3 separate regions of the Sus scrofa genome follow, and regions 1 and 3 are each linked to region 2. A link is a contact called in public promoter capture Hi-C and targeted proximity ligation data. All regions are on one chromosome and are shown on one strand. The core of a region is the stretch at or near the end of the contact, and the rest is flanking DNA. Distances in the headings are between cores, read along the strand shown. Region 1 has its middle 22 kb from the start of DYRK2. Region 2 has its middle 170 kb from the start of DYRK2. Region 3 holds the start of DYRK2 (dual specificity tyrosine-phosphorylation-regulated kinase 2).

Region 1 (2,891 bases), core at 246-2,745, 150 kb before region 2:
CGTCGTGGCTCGGTGGTTAACGAACCCGACTAGCATCCATGAAGACATGGGTTTGATCCCTGGCCTCACTCAGTGGGTTAGTAAGGATCTGGCATTTCCATGAACTGTGGTGTAGGTTGCAGACGAGGCTCAGATCCCAAGTTGCTATGGCTGTGGCGTAGGCTGGCAGCTGTAGCTCCGATTAGACCCCTAGCCTGGGAACCCCCATATGCCATGGGTGCGGCCCTAAAAAGACAAAAAATGTATATATATTTCATGTAAAATCAACAAGGAAAAGGAATGTTTGTATAAGAATCTAAACTCTATGTACCTACAAGTATCCCTGTACTAGGATGTGTCGAAGAAAACTGATGCAGATTTGCAAGTCGTGAAGAACTTGTTCAAAATCCTGGACATAGATATTCCAGGTAAAAGAACATCGCTGTTTTCACGTCTGGTGTTTCATGCTTCTGCTAGTTTCGTCCAGTGATATCCCACCTTAGTGTCAGACTTGATATAAACAAAGAAATCACTGGCTCTCTTTTTGGTGAAGGAGGCTTGTTAGTTTTTCAAAGGCAAGACATTTAATCTTGTTACTAGTAAAAAATGGGTATTGGTTCTTCTAAAAATACATGTCTTTTTTAAAAAAATTAAGTCTTTGCTCTTGAAACTTTGGAAAATCAGCCTTTCTAGAGGCCATTCCATTGTGAAGCAGTTGTGTTCAAAAACTTAGTTAGACCTTTTCCTCCTCTTGAGTCCTCATTGCATTGTTGGCTGCATTTTCTACACCTTGGTGGCCCCAGTTGGTCTCCCTCAAAAACAAGCTAAGCATGTGCGTATTCAAATCACTGTTCAGACAAAAGTGTATTTTCCCTCTAGATTCAAATCCTGGTGACTATAATGGTGCGACTGCAGAATAGTCTCCTGAAACAAAGCCACTCCAGCACGTCTAGGAGCTATGCTCAGTTCTCCAGAAAGGCAATTCCTGAAGTGCTCACCAGTTCATCCAAGGGAGCAGTTCTTTCCTCCAAAGCTGGGTTCTCACCGTGCTTCCCCCTTTTGGTGCTTTAAACTATTTTACTGGAACTCCCTCTCCCAGAAGTTGGAACCCTTGATACAAACTTGTTACTGTTTGTGATACAAATGTGTTACTGTTTTCCTGGTCTTCAGTTTAGTTGGGGGTGGACTGTAGGCTATCTTACCAAAGGTCACACAGATGTTTAGGCTCCTCCATTCAAGCAGTGAAGGCCATAGCATGAGTTCCACCCCAGCTCTAGCAGACACTTTGCACTTCAGAGCACTCCTAACTCATAAAAAGACACAGTGCTGTCACTATATAACACCCAAAAGTAAGAGGGAGGATAGGGAAGTGGGGAAATGTTTTTCTGCTAAATTACTTAGCCTGGCAATCACTTGCCTTCCTAAGTTTCTTGTGAGTCAGTCCATAATGAACCTAGTTGTGTATGAGCCAGCCGCCCTGTGGGTGAGGCTGGAAGCAGATCCTTCAGCCTCAGTTAAGCCTCAGATCTGCAGCTCCAGCTGATATGGGATTGCACCTGCTTAGTTACATGCTCACATTCTAAACTGCCTTTTAGAATGGCCAGGTCTTGTGTTCAAGGGGGCAGCTTTATGTCACTGTGGCCACCTTGATCTCCCATGGAGAGCAGCTTGACATGGGAAACTCTTATGGAAATACTCCCGAAAAACTTCTCTATTTAGCCACGCAGAAAAGGTGTCAGAGAAGATTTGAGCTTTAAACCTTAAACTTTTAGGACTGGAGGACTCGTCTCAATATTACTTCTAAATTTCATCAAACATTAAGTCGTCTGTACCGGGAAAGTGTCTCCCAACTAGATGACCATCTTGCAACATGTCTTTTTTGGTGATTTCCTCTGTTTTGGTCTATTTTTTATTTGGTTAGGAGTTGAGATATTCCGTGGAATCGAGTTAGCCTACTGAATGAATGGCTTTGATTTCCTTTCATGGGTATTCAGCTTGTGTTTACCTGATACTTTCTCCAGCTAATCCGGGGATACAGTCATTTTTCTATTATTTATATATAAGTGATATATATCTTAAGAGAACCTAATACCAAAAACATAAGCCTTTCAATGTTTTAATCTTGTAATTTATGACAGTTTTATAGAAATCTGGCAGTTAAAGTTGGATAAAGAGCCACAGTGATGTGTGTGAGTAAAGATATTTATGAGGAAGAGCTGGCCCGTGAGCAAAATTGTGAGCCAAGCCCCGGGTTTCTTTGAGGATTGACAATCTACCTCGCCCTTCCTGGCCTCTTCCGCTGGGTACCTGTGATGAATCATGACCCCAAATAAACTGGACTAGCTACTTCATCTGAAAGCTCTGGGTGTCAGGTTAAGTTATTAATATCTTCCTTTTTATAGCAGATAAGAACTGAGGCTTAAAGTAAGATGCCTTGCTCAAAGTTACACAACTTGTTAATGGCAAATGCAGGACTTTAAAGCAGGTTTTCTGGTTTAAAATTCCATACTTTTCCATATGTCAGCCGTGCCTAAACTAACACGGGTTTTATCTTTGTCTCTAAAATGATCTACAATTAAAAAATAATTGGCTTTTGAAGTTCCCGTCGTGGCTCAGTGTTTAGCGAATCCAACTAGAAACCATGAGGTTGCGGGTTCAATCCCTGGCCTTGCTCAGTGGGTTAAGGATCCGGTATTGCCGTGAACTGTGGTGTAGGTTGCAGATGCGGCTTGAATCTGGCATTGCTGTGGCTCTGGTGTAGGCCGGCGGCTACAGCTCTGATTCGACCCCTAGCCTGGGAACCTCCATATGCTGAGGGAGTGGCCCTAGAAATGGCAAAAAGACAAAAAAAAAAAAAAAAAAAGGCTTTTACATCTTTTTACAAGTGAAGATGGTTAGGGCTACTATTAATG
Region 2 (2,796 bases), core at 41-2,540:
ACACAAACTGCACTGAAAACCCTCTCTGACCTAAGGACCATTTCCTACTCTGCCCTGTGAGGTTCAATGCATGGGAGGAAGAGGGGAGCTCCAGAGGGGAGCCTCCAGATCACCTGCTTAATACTCTGCCCCAGACTTCAAATTATGGGTAAAACACTTGTGAAATGTCATGGGCCCACCTTTCCTCTGCTCAGCCTCTTCCCCGAATCCAGCTCTTCTTCTTCAACCTGGAAAGGCCTGGGAAGAGGACACTGTCTGATTTCTCCTTCTTCCATTGTGTTTTTAATATTAATTCCAGTGATTTACAATCCATCATTTACGTTCAGTGCAACCAATATCCCTTTTAAGATAATCCCAAGCCTTTAGAAAACCCACTTCTGTTTTAAGCAGATCAGCCAATAGGATTCATTCATTCATTCAACAACCATTTAACTAGTAGTTGTATTGGGCATGACTCTGGAGTCTGGAGACTCAAAGATGAAGAGATGTGGTCCCTACTCCTTTGCTGCTCACAGTCTAGTGGAAGAAGCTCTAGGACATGGAAATCTCTTAGGTGAGGGCAGTGATGAAGCCACTGTGGACCTTCTTGAAATGTAGTCACCTGCAGGCTTACAACTGTACAATCTTGGGCCCCTCTTCCTGATCTATGAAATCAAAACTTAGGAGGCAGAGCCAGGAATCTGGGCCCTGCCTTCCTCTCCACAATGCCCCTCTTCTGCTTAGGGAACTACTTGGAGTCACAGGAAACATCAGTCCATTCCAATATGAAGTGAAATACTATTTTATCATGTAATGGCCCCACCAGACACTTCTCCTTAAAATCACAGAGATGGATGGTTTCACGAAGATGGGCGTGGCATGGACTAGACTGCCCAGAATCATTTCAGTGTCAGCATATAAGGAATCAAAGAGATCATGTCCTCTCTCTCTCCATCCTGCTCTCTACCCTTGGAGGAAAAAAAAAAAAAAAAAAGAATCATAGCAGCTTGGCTGTTCAGCTAAGAAGCAGGAGCCCCAGAGTTATTTCAGTGCGTGAGAATGGAAATGGGATAAACTGAAACAATAAAAACTTGAATGTTTAAGAAAGTCAAGGCAAGGAGGAGAGATCACCATCCGGGCATGTGAGTTCTGCAACCCTGCCGTAGTTCTAAACCAATTCAAGCACATTGCTTGCTTTCTGAAGTCCTAGCAAAATGGATCTTGCCACCAGCAGCCGTTTCAGAGCTCCTGGCCGCCTTTTTTTGGCTTATTGCCACATGTCATTAGTGACCTATTTTCACTGCAGCAAGAACAGCCATGTCTGCAGGCCCCTGAATCAGCAGTTTCTCCTCCGCTCACTAACTCCAGGCTGGCAAAGCTGATACCAGTGTCATCGAAAGTGCCACCCCCACACTCTCCCCAGAGGTGGGGAGGGCACCATTGTGTTACAATGTCCGCTCTGACCCCAGGCTGTCCTGAGAGTCCAGCTGTCAGGTCTCCTCGGAATAAGCAGCTGAACTTGGAATTATCTTGGCCTAATAATTAATCAGGACTAAAAATAGCTCCAAACTGCCTGGGCTTTGCTTAATTCCTACCCAGGTGGGAAAGGTAGTTTTTAAAAACTAATTGCAAAACCCTATTTTGTAAGGCTTTGCACTGAAATATAATTATCTAACACACCAGCTTGAAAGACAATTCACAGTTAATCTGGTGCTCTAAAATAAATAGGTAATGCTGTCTTTTGCATTGCACATTGATCTGAAATCATCAATTCTTGGTGGATATTAAATGACGCCGGGAATTTTACTCAGAATCTTCTAAGAATATCCTCAAATTCACGGAAAGAAAATAGCCATTGGCTTAAAGAGCTGCAAAAGATAGCCCGTTGCCAGGCAGATTAGACAATGAGTCAAGTTCCACAAGAGGGCGCTCTCTCCACTCGTCCTTCTAGTCAAAGAAACCAGTTCTGCATTTCTCCGCGCTTAGGCGGCTCTTGGCTTTGCCCTCTGCAAACAGCGTGCTCCTAAGAGCAAATGCTTGGTGTCCCTGATGAATGGTGCTTCCGTGATCGCTTTCTGGCTGAGATCATCAGGCAAATGTAATCTCTGCGATATCCGACAAGCAACTTCAAAATGAAAGGAAATCAAGCAAAACATTCAAAATAAAAGGGAAAATATAAACAGGACTAGATTGACTTCTCATAGTCACCTACACTTGTGCGCTCATTTTTGTGATATTCTAATGAGCATATGACATGAAAGTACACTTATCACAGTGATCCATGTCTGGCCCAAAGTCAGAAAGAGGCACCAACCCAGTATTGACAGTCGGGGCGGGGCGCGGGTGGAGGGTGGGGGGGCAGGTGTATTTCAGGAGGCTCCTCACCCTCCTGTCTCTCCTCCCTCCCTGTGCAGCCTCACCTCCCACCCAAGCAGCCCCCTGGGCTGGTCCCAAGGGCCAGTACTTCCTGCTGGATCCCTGGCCTCCATTCATATCCCCTTTTCTCTCTGTTGCTTGTCTTACCTCCTCCAAGACATTCAGGGAGGACTAGCTGGTGAATGAAAGAATAGAATTCGCTCCTTCTGGAGACAAGAATTAGAACAAGGAAGGCAGAATGCATGTACGAATGACTTGGATTCAGCAGAAAACAATGAACAGGCAGCTGGGCTTTGAGAACAAAAAACCTCTACTTCCATCCCTCACACACCCCCCACCCTCCCCACCTATCTGAATTCAGAGACCAAGACTCCACTATGTACCAGCAGCATAAATTACAAGTCGCTTCTCTCCTCTGTGTTCAGCCATAGCATCTGAAAA
Region 3 (2,766 bases), core at 253-2,752, 170 kb before region 2:
AGGAGGAAGTGCCGAGGAAAAGAAGGGCAGGGGTGGGCGGGCTTCGGAGGGGAAGTGAGGGGCCCACGCCACGAATCTTCCTTTGTGGCTGCAGCTTTGGGCTCGCCCAAGTTCCAGAGGGCGGCGTCCCGGAGACGCCACTGGCCAGGGGCGTGGAGACACTCGCATTTCGACCTCTATATCCTCTCCCGGCCGCAGGATCCCCCAAGTCCGAGGGTTCGTGCCCCGGACCCCTCCCGCCCCGTCTCCTCGCGCTGCCCGCGGGCTGGATCTCACCGTGTGGGCTGCGGCGGCAGCGTTGCTGGCCCGGAGAGGCGGCAGGGCGATGGGGGAGGGCGGGCCGGTCCCCACTCCGCTCCGGGGGGCCCCTGCACCGAGCCCCGGGGAAGCCTGAAGCTGACGAACGGCGCTGTCCCCTCCTCGGCCTGGCAGCCACGCGCGGGAGGAGACAAAAGAGGGTCAAGGGGAAGAAAGTCACCCGGACCCCGTGGCCCCGCCCCACCCCTCTGGGCTGCGGAGCCCGCTCTCCCCCGGGCAGAGCCGGGACAGTAAACGCGGGCGGTCGGGGAGCGTTGGCAGGCCGGGGACGCGGATCCCCGGCGCGCCCCCGCGGGCGGGGCTCAGGCTGCTGCAAAGTTAAGTCGGGCCCCCGCGCGCAGGCGAGTTCGTGACCCCTCAGGGGAGCCCGGCAGGGGCGAGGCCGGCGGCACACGTTGCTGGCAGCTGCAGGCGGGGACAGGGGCTGCACCGCCAGCCTGGGCGCCGCCACCGCCTCGCCGAGCCCCGGGTGGGGAGGCCCCGGACGGCCCCTGCCGGCCCGCTCGGGGGAGCCTCGGGGGCCCGCGTGCAACAATGAGCCCAGCCGAGGCGAGGGCGCGCCGTCCGCCCCAGGATCCCTGCAGCCGCCCCGCCGCGGCGCAGACTTTGTTCGAGGTCCCGTTGGCAGCAGGCTCCCGCGCCACGAGGGCCGGCCCGGGGGCCGGCTGGGGCCACGGGGGCGGGAGCCCAGGGCGGCGCGGGGCCCGGGCCTCCTTACCGGTCGGGTAGGCGGCGGGAGCGGCGGCCGAAGGTTTCCTGGTTAACATGGCCGCTGGAGAGGAAAATGCATCTCAGGGCTGCCGTCTCCGCCGCCGCCCGTCCTGCTGCTACTTCTCGCGGCCGCCACCGCCGCCGCCTCCCGGTCGCCCTTCTCGCAGATCTCCGGCGCCTCCTCGCCGCCTCGCGTCAGCTACAGCCAGACACACACAGTCCACTGCATCCCCTCCGCCCGGGCCCGCCGCCGCGAGCCCTCCACTCTCCTCGCCGCCGCCGCCGTCCTCCTCTTCCTCGGGCGGCCGCAGCACCCCCCGGCCCGTGCACATGCCTCGCCCTCCCCGGCGCGCCGCGGGCCTCCCCGATTCCCTCACATAGGGCGCGGGGGAGCGGGCTGCGCCGCCTCGGCCGACTCGCTCGGGAGCCTCCTCCCGGGCCGCGCACGCGCGCCCCCGCGCACACTCGCCAGGCGCCCGCGCGCCGCGCGGCCGGGGAGGGCAGCCCCGCCCCCGCTCCCTCCGCTGCCAAGCAGGCCCCGCCCCCGGACTCCCCCCAGCCGCGCCACACACTCTCGCGCACACCCCTCCCCCACCCAGCCACCCACCGGAGTCCCTCCCTGCCACCCAATCATCTGCATAGCCACCCCTCCACGCGCTGGAAAACTCTGCCGCCTCCACTTGCTCGCCCTCAGCTTCCCTCCGGCCATCTGCACCTCTCCCTTCGGCTCCCCAGCTAACAACCTACTCCCCTCCCCTCCCTACTCCTCCTCGGCCTCGCCCGCCCCGGCTGCACCCCGCCTTCCCTACAGCGCAACCTACCGCTGCTTCCCTCCCACCGAAATCGCTGCAGAGACCCTGCCCTCCCCTTCCGAGAGCGCCCCCAAACACATGCATTTTCAGCTTTCCTAACTTAAAAGGCCGCTCACAAACAATACTGCCCCCCCACCCCCGCCTTCCCGGTCCCAGTGGCTTAACCACCCCCTTCCCACAAGTCATCATGTACATAACTTAATTGTGCGAGGGTCACCTCGGTAAGGTAAACCCAGCCCGATGGAGGGCCTTGCCTTAGCCTGGTGACCCCGAAAGTGGGCCGAGGAGAGGGCTGCACCTCCCACCTCCACCTCTACCACACACACTCCCTCCCCGATTTACTGACACCGAGTGACCGCTCTCCAGTCGCTAGGACAAGGGGAGGTTGAGAGGCGCGTGTGGACGGCTGCCGGGGAAGCAGTTGGCTGTGGGTTGCTAGGCAAAAATAAACATCAGAGACACCTCCCATTTCCTCACTACTCAGAGTCTTTCCCCTGCGTTGCCCATGGGAGAGACACACCTTCCTGAGAGACACCTTTAATTCTTTACATCCAAGTCTTTTTCCTCTTCCCAGACAAGACACGCAGAGAATTTCCCCGTCCTCTTCATTTGCCATATACAGCCTCTTACCCTTGCAGACTGAAAAACTGCTTGCGCATCTCGAACCCGCCTCTGTCATACATGACACGCGCCTTTATCCAAAGGTCACAGGTTTTTGTCACTTCAAAAGGGGTAGAGGAGGTCAGGCAATCCCTGATGACGGAGCTGCAACACTCCTTGCCTTGCGCTTTTTGAGAGGTGCCAGATTTCTGAAGTTCTGGGGACCTGGGTCCATTATCATCTGTCTTATGTATCCTAGGGCCCCTGGCTGGACCAAGTGTGCAGGCAGAAGCTAGTATAGACTCAAATCACAACCGGGCCACCT

What was found. Promoter capture Hi-C pulls out the DNA fragments that hold promoters and counts their contacts.
Region 1: a contact with region 2 is called in a targeted proximity ligation map of skeletal muscle. A contact is called at or near these places in 1 of 47 Hi-C or Micro-C datasets (fetal heart ventricle) and 1 of 2 datasets of targeted methods (skeletal muscle).
Region 3: a contact with region 2 is called in a promoter capture Hi-C map of liver, with 5 times the contacts expected there. A contact is called at or near these places in 1 of 5 promoter capture datasets (liver), 8 of 47 Hi-C or Micro-C datasets (brain, fetal heart ventricle, fetal skeletal muscle and 2 more) and 1 of 2 datasets of targeted methods (skeletal muscle).

What each region holds. Positions count from the first base shown.
Region 1 is chr5:32,023,800-32,026,690 of Sscrofa11.1, reverse strand. No RefSeq gene overlaps it. Among named protein-coding and RNA genes, the nearest start is that of DYRK2, 22 kb to the left of the region's middle.
Region 2 is chr5:31,871,490-31,874,285 of Sscrofa11.1, reverse strand. No RefSeq gene overlaps it. Among named protein-coding and RNA genes, the nearest start is that of DYRK2, 170 kb to the left of the region's middle.
Region 3 is chr5:32,046,350-32,049,115 of Sscrofa11.1, reverse strand. DYRK2 (dual specificity tyrosine-phosphorylation-regulated kinase 2) reads right to left here and starts at 1,502. Exons shown (of 3, transcript XM_021091961.1): 1 at 1,037-1,502; 2 at 277-425. The coding sequence starts at 1,085.